Linked DNA regions of Danio rerio: region 2 is linked to region 1. The links are chromatin contacts, called in public HiChIP or PLAC-seq maps. All regions are on one chromosome and are shown on one strand. The core of a region is the stretch at or near the end of the contact, and the rest is flanking DNA. Distances in the headings are between cores, read along the strand shown.

What was found. HiChIP or PLAC-seq counts read pairs in DNA pulled down with a chosen protein or histone mark.
Region 2: a contact with region 1 is called in an H3K4me3 HiChIP or PLAC-seq map of embryo, with 2.2 times the contacts expected there. The contact joins the promoter of yaf2 here to the promoter of cntn1b in region 1.

Annotation. Positions count from the first base shown.
Region 1 is chr4:14,307,977-14,312,580 of GRCz12tu, forward strand. It overlaps cntn1b (contactin 1b), which reads left to right and starts at 2,716. Exons shown (of 24, transcript NM_001014814.1): 1 at 2,716-2,916. It also overlaps a transcript of nrcama not described here.
Region 2 is chr4:14,495,651-14,500,254 of GRCz12tu, forward strand. yaf2 (YY1 associated factor 2) reads right to left here and starts at 2,613. Exons shown (of 4, transcript NM_001045268.1): 1 at 2,522-2,613; 2 at 2,106-2,231. The coding sequence starts at 2,547. It also overlaps a transcript of pphln1 not described here.

The sequences.
Region 1 (4,604 bases), core at 1,466-3,965:
CATTTGAATGTGCGTTTGAGGATGTCTGTTCAATGTGGGCCTCTTTTTTTGGGCCCTAGATTTTCATGATTTTGCTTGTCATAACTTGCATCAAGTTTTTTTTTTTTTTTTTGTGGGGGGGTGTCTGCTTTCAATGTGTAGAAATGAGATTTGCTTTGTAAATATCCAGCCGGAATTATTTTAGACAATTGAACAGATCCAGAGGAGGCCCAAATCACTCGAAAGACTCTAAATCCCAGAATGCACCAGAGTGGATTTTATTTTAGCAGTTTGTGTCTATTGAGTATGTAAGGTAGCACTGCTGAGAACCGCACCTGAATTCACACACACTCCCATCAGCTCTTCTTCTTTTAATGGCACTGTTGTTTTCTTTTCTCTTTGGCCAGCTAGTTTATGACATGTTTTCTGTAGGAGAAAATGAGAGCAGATATGGGCACATCCCCAAAGAACGAGGCCGGATTGCACTGCTGTGTGTGCAGAATCTTTTGATGCTTTTCTGTCAGAGGGAGCAAAGGTGGATGAAACGTAGTGTGTGAAATAATATTCTGGTTAATGTTAAAGCTACATGAAAATAAAGCATGAAAGGCTGTGAAATGGTTTACTCTATAATATAATCGCAAAAAAAAAAAATATTTTGTATATAAAAGAATTAAAATAAATGTTGGTTTCCGGATTTCACTACCATATGTCTGGTTTTGATTTTATTCCTTGTGCATAATTGTTTTAATGAAAGAATATGAATTGTTTACAATTGTCCAATAATATTCAATGCATCTGGAAAGTATTCATAGCGCTTTATATTTTCCACATTTTTTTTATGTTACAGGCTTATTTCAAAATGGATTTTTTATATATAAATATATATATATAAATATATATATATATATATATATATATATATATATATATAAATATATATATATATATATATATATATATATATATATATATATATATATATATATATATATATATATATATATATATATAAATTTGCAACTATTTCAAAAAAAATCTTTTTTTCACATCGTCATTATGTGGTATTTTGTGAAGAATTTTGAAGAAACAAGTGAATTTTATCCATTTTAGAATAAGGCTGTAACATAAAACAATGTGGAAAAGGTGAAGCGCTATGAATACTTTCCAGACGCACAATTTGTTTTTTATAACTGTTGATGTGCAATATTAAATATTACATTATAGAAACCTTAGTTTAATAGTTTAAACAGCTTTAGACTTTTCCACATATCTTAGACTTTTGAGATTTATTTTGCTGGTGGCTTAGTTAATGACCCGCTGCAGCATAAAAGTTTACCTGAAAGTTAAAGTTCATTCAAGTTAAACGAAACTATTTGTTTCAAATTCTTTGATCTCAAGTTAAATTATTTTTTCCCCTAATTAATTATAGTACACTCTCAGAAATAAAAGTACGCAAGCTGTTACTGGTGTAGTACCTTTTCAAAAGGTACACATTTGTACTTGAAGGATCCATATTTATACCATTAGTACCTAAAAATTTTAATAGGACTTTGTGAAGTTTATTCATAAACTAATTTCGAGAGGATCACGTGCTTCTTATTGCTTGCAGCCGGCCCCGCATTATTCAATTTATGATTCACCAATCAGACGACTCCTAAGCCACTATAAATACCCTAAGTTCCATATAACAGCCATCTTCGTTTTGAAGAATCCCCCCTTCCACTGCTACTTCTCCTCAGTTGGGTGGCACTGTGGCCCAGTGGTTAGCACTGTTACCTCACAGCAAGAACGTCACTGGTTATAGTCCTTACCAAGCCAGCCAACGTTTCCGTGCGGAGTTTACATGTACTCCTCGTGCTCATGTGAGTTTCCCCCGAGTTCTCCGGTTTCCTCCCACCGTTAAATAACATGCAGCCTAAGTTAATTGACTAATCCAAATCGGCACCATAAACATGCACCTATAAGTAGTTATCTCTAAAGAGCGATCACTTTCTGTTCATTAGCTACTACAGCAAGGGAGTTCTCGAGATCTACCTGAGCTTAAACCTCCCTCTCGCCTTGCAAAGAGGGTGGGAGCCCCGGGCTCGAGGATCTTGAGCTCAGGTTTCTCTTCCGGGACAGCATGCCAAACAAGCTTTATAAACAATCATCAGCTAAGAGTGAACTCTCAATGTACTTTTTAGGTACTAATATGTACCCTTGAAGTAATATGGACCTTTTAGAAAAGGTACCACCCCAGTGATAGGTCACATAGCCTACCTTTATTTCTGAGGGTGTATTTTCTTATAAATATTATACAATTATATATTCAATTGACATTCATTTCTGACATTCACAAGAATGTGCTTTAAATATGGCTTTAGCTGGGAAACAAACAGTCAGAATGCCAAAATACAGATTCTGAATGAATTATGGGGGTTGAGTTTTTACCTCACAGTAATTTAGCCTCTTTATCTAATTTAATTGATTCTCTCCGTTTGGAATTTGTATGTAATACAGATTTTTTAAATTGTGTAATATTTATTATAACAACATATAATACATCTTGGGGTGTGCTGAAGTTCTAAGTTTCCTTATATAGGCCTACTGTGCTGCATCTAAACAACAAATAATCTATTTCTTTCCCTCCCCCTACCAGTGCAAGAATTTAATCCAGTGGATTTGAACAGATGTGCGCGGATAAGCCTCTCAATACCTTAAATCGCCAAATTATCTTGCTCCAAACGCATCGAAATCATTCACAAATGCTTGAAATCACCTTGACAGCTTTGCGACCCTCTGCAGAAGCACATGGACTCGGTCAGCATCCCTCTGTGCTTCAGCATCCAGACATGCGCAGCTCCGCGCTCCTCCAATAGCAGGCCGTGTGTGTGTGCGTCTCGCGCCGGGCTGCGGGACGGGGCGCTGCTTGGCTGGTGGATTTAACGCGTTTTTCTGGTGAGTTTGCTGCTGTTGTGGTTATATATGGTGGTTTGGAGGGTTTAAGTGAAAGTAGGATGCGTTTAAGACGTTGGTTAGTTTATTCTGCATGGTGAAGTCAGGATGGAGGTGTTCCGTGCAGTTTTGGGAATACCGCAATGCAGAAGAGGGAGGATGAGTCCGGTCATAGTTGATGTCATCCGTTATGGAAAATATTAATAAATAGAATGCATTTTACAAATACGCTCTTAGTAAGAATTATTATTATGATCACATTTAAAACAAATAACATCTTTAAATCATGTTTATATTTAGCCTAATAAGTTGCAATTTACTGATTGATTTGCGCATTCTTATGCTGCCACAGCTTGTTTTAGGATGTAATAAGGTGACATTTAATTGGCCAAAGTTTTAAACGGGACAGAAGTTTTCCTAGCAACAAAAATGATAGAAATTATGTCATGACAGTATTACATCAAAGGGCGGCGCTAGTCTTCATCAGTGACGCAGGACATGAATGTATTAAAGCAATAGTTTAACTATAAGTATAAAAAATGTGATGTTAATTTACTTATCAGCAAGCCTTCAAAGATATAGGTGTTTTTGTTCTACAGTAGAACATTAACTTATTAAATGCATACCTCAGACATTTATCGACCTATTGTTCACCCAATGTTCCTTAATCTATTCAGTGTAAATAATACATTGTGAACAGTTAATCACTTGAGAATTAAAGGAGATTTTTAAACTAAAGTCATGTCTCTAGGGGATTTCTGTAAAGTTATCCAGGTAGCAAAAAAATTTGGGCCAGATTTGGCATTCATCAAGCACGGGCATACAACATGTGGGCCAAACATGGCCCTGGTTTGGCAGAGGTGGCACGGTCTTTAAGTCAGCACACAATACTTGGGCCAAATGTAAATTCCACTATTTGGTCCAGATGTTAATAATTGATAGGTGGGCCATGTAAGTTTCGCCTATCTTGACCCCCATTTAAAGTACATTTATATTCTTTATGAATAAAGAAAAAACTTCTACCAATCAGATTGCTTTTAAGAAAATTATGGGTTTATCAATTTCATTTCAGTTGTGATACATTAACAAATCTGCTCTAGTTCTGGCCCAGTTATGGGTTATTAATTTGGCTGAGACTTGGCCCAGATACAGTCCATATTTGGCCATTGTCTGGCATCCAGACTTGGTCCAGTCGTGTACTGTAATTCACTGCAGCATGTGGGCCAAGCAAAAGCTGACTGTGTGGACCAGAGCTGGGCCAGAGAAAGTTTGCTATGTGGCTAGTCAACAAGCTACTTACACTTTCAGAGATACATATACAGGCAAAACTAAACTAATATTGGTCACTCCAATACATTAAAACCTTATGAAGTGTATTGGTACGTCTGGGCAAAAAAAAAGTACACTCTTTACTACGTTACTATCTTAAAAAACAATATGTTTCAGCTTGTATTTATAAATAACCAAAGACCACAGTTTAGGTCATCTGAAGTGAGTAAAATAACAGTAATTTACATGTTTGATGTGCACTATCCCTTTAAATTCTTCACGATCACATCTAAATTCTGTAAGTATGCAATGCAATCTGCCAGTAAGCAAATTTGTGTTTCACCACATATGAATGAGATGCTTGATTTTTTTTTTCTGCCACTCCCTCAGTATGAGCTTACAGTAGACATGTCGTGACCTAA
Region 2 (4,604 bases), core at 1,363-3,862, 190 kb after region 1:
GTATGCACATGATAAATAATACAGCTAATAATAATAACATTATACAAATGCAAATTGTCATGAATAATCTGGAAAAAAAGCCCCAGACATGAAGAAGGCATTTTAAGTATTGGTTTTTATAATTATGTAAAAATAATAACATTTTAATCCTTTATTTTTATATATGTAAAGATATTTGTGTATTGCTAAACATCCTGTGTGTATTAAACAATGTGTAAGCATTTTGACTTGCATAGGCGCATAACTAACGTGCTCTGTGCTGGACTTTAGACCAGCTTTTAGTTGGTAAATGGCGCGGTCTATTTTAGTTTCTCAAAATAGCAACGCTCCAACAATGCCCTTTAACACACTTTCTTTTTAGACCGAATAAGCCATGAGTCCACAAAATGGCGCAAACGGCTTTGCTATTTAAACGTGGTGCAAAACTTGAAAATTAGAGTTGTGCTGGTCTGAAAATAGCAACAAATCGCGCAAAACACATCTTGCACCTTATTGCGCCAGGTGTATGATAGGGCCCTTAGTGTTCAAAGACATTTCCTGATCTTCAACCCAACCCTTGAAAATTACTAAAAATCTGTATCATGCATACCAGGCCAGTAGTTGGTGATGCCACTTCATCTAGAAACACTGTACGCCTGTACACACACAGTCTTTTGGTCCACTATTGGCGTTTTCATGTTCAAGTACACACAAATGCCTTTAACACATAGTATAACTATCATTTTAAAACTTTGACACTTTATTTTTGGCTCTAAAGACATTGTTTTGTGTAAATAGTAAACAAAGTGGACAAAAATTTCTGTATATAGTTGATAACTATGCTGTGTAATGCCCACATGCCCTCCGTGTTGCAGTAACATTTTTCTTTTTTCCCTATTGTCAATATTAAATTAATAGGCAAAAAGCACACACAAGGCACACAGCTCATGCAGAAGTCCCTCAGGCCAATCTGCTTTCTGTTTATCAACATGCCAAATTAGCATGACCAACGTGAACCAGTTGCGATATTTATGTGTGGAAATCATTCACCATTATGCAAAACTCCAATCTGCCGAGATTCCTATTTATAGTACATAGACTTTTGAACATCAACCATCAGTAAACATGAATGCATCACATTGAAAAAACGTCATTAGCTTTACAAATTTCCTACTCAAACTTGTCAACTTGGCTTTGAATACTTGCTAAATCATATTTTTAAAATCATTAAAGTCTACATATTATAATGAACTGCTTTTAATTTTCCCAAATTACTTTCGCATTTAGTAACCACACCATTATGTCAATATACTTGGAACTATTAAATAAGGATACAAACACCAAGTTCAAGGTGTTTATCCTCCAGTATGTGCCATAACATTACATATTATCTGTGCATTCCTAATGCTTTCATGTGTTAATATGAATCTAATCACAAGTGGAAACATTCAGCGTAGTTTTTGCAGCATTGAAACCTGCCTCTTTAAATCATTTCCCCTTTCACATGCTAAAAATAATTGTGCTTGCTTATTTCTGGATATTATTTAACAGTTCATACACCCACCCATCCAAAATCTCAGTAAAAAATACAAAGAGTATCAGGTATTATCAGGAATGTCTCGCTCTAATCGGTTTGATTCAATTCGATGAAAACACATACCAAGTGTAAACAGGACCTTAGATCAAAACAGTAGAGAGACAAAATTGATGGACAATTTATTGAAACTATGCAGAAAAACGTATGCTATTACAATGATCTGCTCGGAGGTCATGTGATGCCTTGCCAATGTACATATAAACAATGCTTTGTTTATAACTACAAATGAACTGAAATGCACTTTAAATGACTCCTGAAATAGCTTTGAATGTAATGGATGTTTTACCAACAGAGCGGTTCAGTAATGCGATACTGATTGCACACACTTGCTCCCGGGGTTATAAACATTGTATTAACTGTGTAATTATTAATACACACAAGACAAATGGCTGACTCTGGCAACCTACTGAGCTGGCTATCCGGACAGCATTTAAAGGCATCTAGTCAAGTCTAAACATACTGTCCAGGCAGTTATATCACAAGATTTGAAAAGCAGCTCGTATGCATACATGCATGTTTTATCACTCACCGGGTTGACGTGCCCTTCCTGACATCGCACATCATGCATTTGAACGCTTCGGCGGTGTTCTTGAATGTACACACGCTGCAGTCCCAATAGCCGTCGTCAGAGGAGGGCTTCGCTTGCCTTTTTGGCCTTCAAAAAGCAAAACAAACAGAGAGAAAATCACACCACGGACTGTGGAAGTCTCCGACACATATATCAGATCTTATCCATTCACAAAGTCAGTCGGACGGCCGCGCGAGCGACGCGATTTTTTTTAATGAACTGACACTTTAGGTTGATAAAACAGCCAGTCCGCCATGGTGGCCACTCTTGTTGCGTCTTTCTCATTCACGCGCGCTGCCTAATGGTCTGTTTGAGAGCCCTGAATCGACCTCTTCTTGAAGCCACGGCTGTGGGAGTTTCTTTCTGTTTGTTTTTACCTCGTCGGACTCCTCTTGTCTCCCATGCTGCAGAAAGTTTTGTGGGAAGCGTTGCAGGCACCGCCGCCTCTCGCGCTCTGTCCTCCTCTCGCGCGGCTCCCAGCTGTCGTAGAAAAACTACAGCGCAGCGGTGGCCACGTGACCGCACCCCACCAATCAAAAGCCGGGCTTTATTTTCTCAAATGTAGGGGTCGTGGGGTTTACATAAGAAGAGTCGTGCTTCTGCTTCACCCCGAATCAACTGTGTGGTTGAGGTCATTAACTGCACCACTCATAACCCTTGTAGGTCAATAAAAAAGTTATATATAGGTTGATAGAGGACAAAAATGTCAATGTAAAAAAATAAAAAAAACATAATAAAAGTAGGCTTATCATATTTATTTTTTTACTCTGTCGTTTTTCTTTATCAGAGTCAGCATAACTACTAAAATTGCTTTAATTTTAAGTCATTCAAACATTGAAATTACAAATTGTTGGTAACACTTTACAATATGGCACTCATAGTTAATGTATTACTACACGGTTATTAACGCAAACAATATATTTATAACAGTGTTTATAAATACCATCTCGGTTTCTAAAAAAATATTAACATTTATTTAATAATATTAACATAAACTGAGTGTAAATAAAATATATATTGATAATATGTTGTTAGATACATTTTAAAAAATCATTTTATGACGAACGCAAAAACAAACATGTGACAATTTTAATCAGTGTAGCATCACTTTCAGGTAACTTCTGTCCATGAATCTGGAAAATGTTTTTGTTTGTTCAATTAGTGAGGCTAACATTTAAATTTCTCCACAACTGCCCCAAATCTGCCTTATGTGTTGTTGTTTACGTTCAGTTTCTTGCTTTGCTGTTGATCTTTGTGCTTTAAGCTATGTCAGGACATGTTCTATGACTTTTCACATTTGTCCCTTTACCCCATGTTGCTGATAATTACACAAACTAATTACACAAAATTGCACACCAGCTACTGTACATACACATGCACTGCACAATTATTTCACTGTATCTATTATTTGTTATTATATAGTTATTATATTATGTTATATAAAAACATATTACATACTTCTCTGCAGTTATCTTTGTTTATTGTTTTGTCTATTTCTACATTTTTTTATTGCTGCTATTAATATTGCTTGTGTCACTGCAATGACACTGCAAAGTCTCTTTAGTCTTTACATCAGGGATTTATCCGTTTTTAATAGGCCGGTTTTTCATTTTTGTACATTACTATATGAAATAACAAAACTGACTCATTCTGAAAGATCAATAATATAACATAAGTCAAATTACTGTAAGCCACAGGCCATAAACCATTTTTATTGCTTGAATTTATTTATGAATATTTTTTTCTAAATGTTAACAAAGTTTTTGTTTAAAAATACACTGAAAAGTCCTTGAATTTGACTGTGGTGAGGTGTAAGAACGATGTATCTTTAGAAATAATTTGTCAGAAGTATTAGTGTAGGTCAGGATCAGCTCTTTTACCCTCAAAACCAATGAGATGTCATTGAATTACATGAATTTGGTTCACTTAAGCATGTATATTTATTACAAAAACATTTAAAAATAGCTGATCCCCCAATAGTCATTTTGAAGAAGAATGGTGTCTTCTGCATGCTCATACACCAGTATGCAGCTCTGTTACTGGCCAATATGCTGGTCTTTTCGGTGATGTCTTCTATTCCCTGTCGATGATCCCTGACTTACTTTCTGCGCTGAATCTGGATTTCACGATCTGAATTTCTGGTTTTGAATGTTAGAAAATTGAATTTTATGTTCTGAATTTCTTCACCTTGAAAATTTGAAGCTGTATTTTTACAAACTAGAAATCTGCAGTCTAGTAATTCAGAACACAAACAAACACGTTTGAAAATACATCTATAAAATTTGACTTAAAAAATTCAGTCGTCTTAAATATCAGATCTCTAATATTAAAGTTATATAATTGAAATTGAGAAATTCTAATAAAAAAATCTAATTCAAATTTAAAAATCCTAATTCAAAACGTTTTTTAATAGCATATAAAAATTCAGATTTATTAAATTACAATTGTCAAGCATTAAAA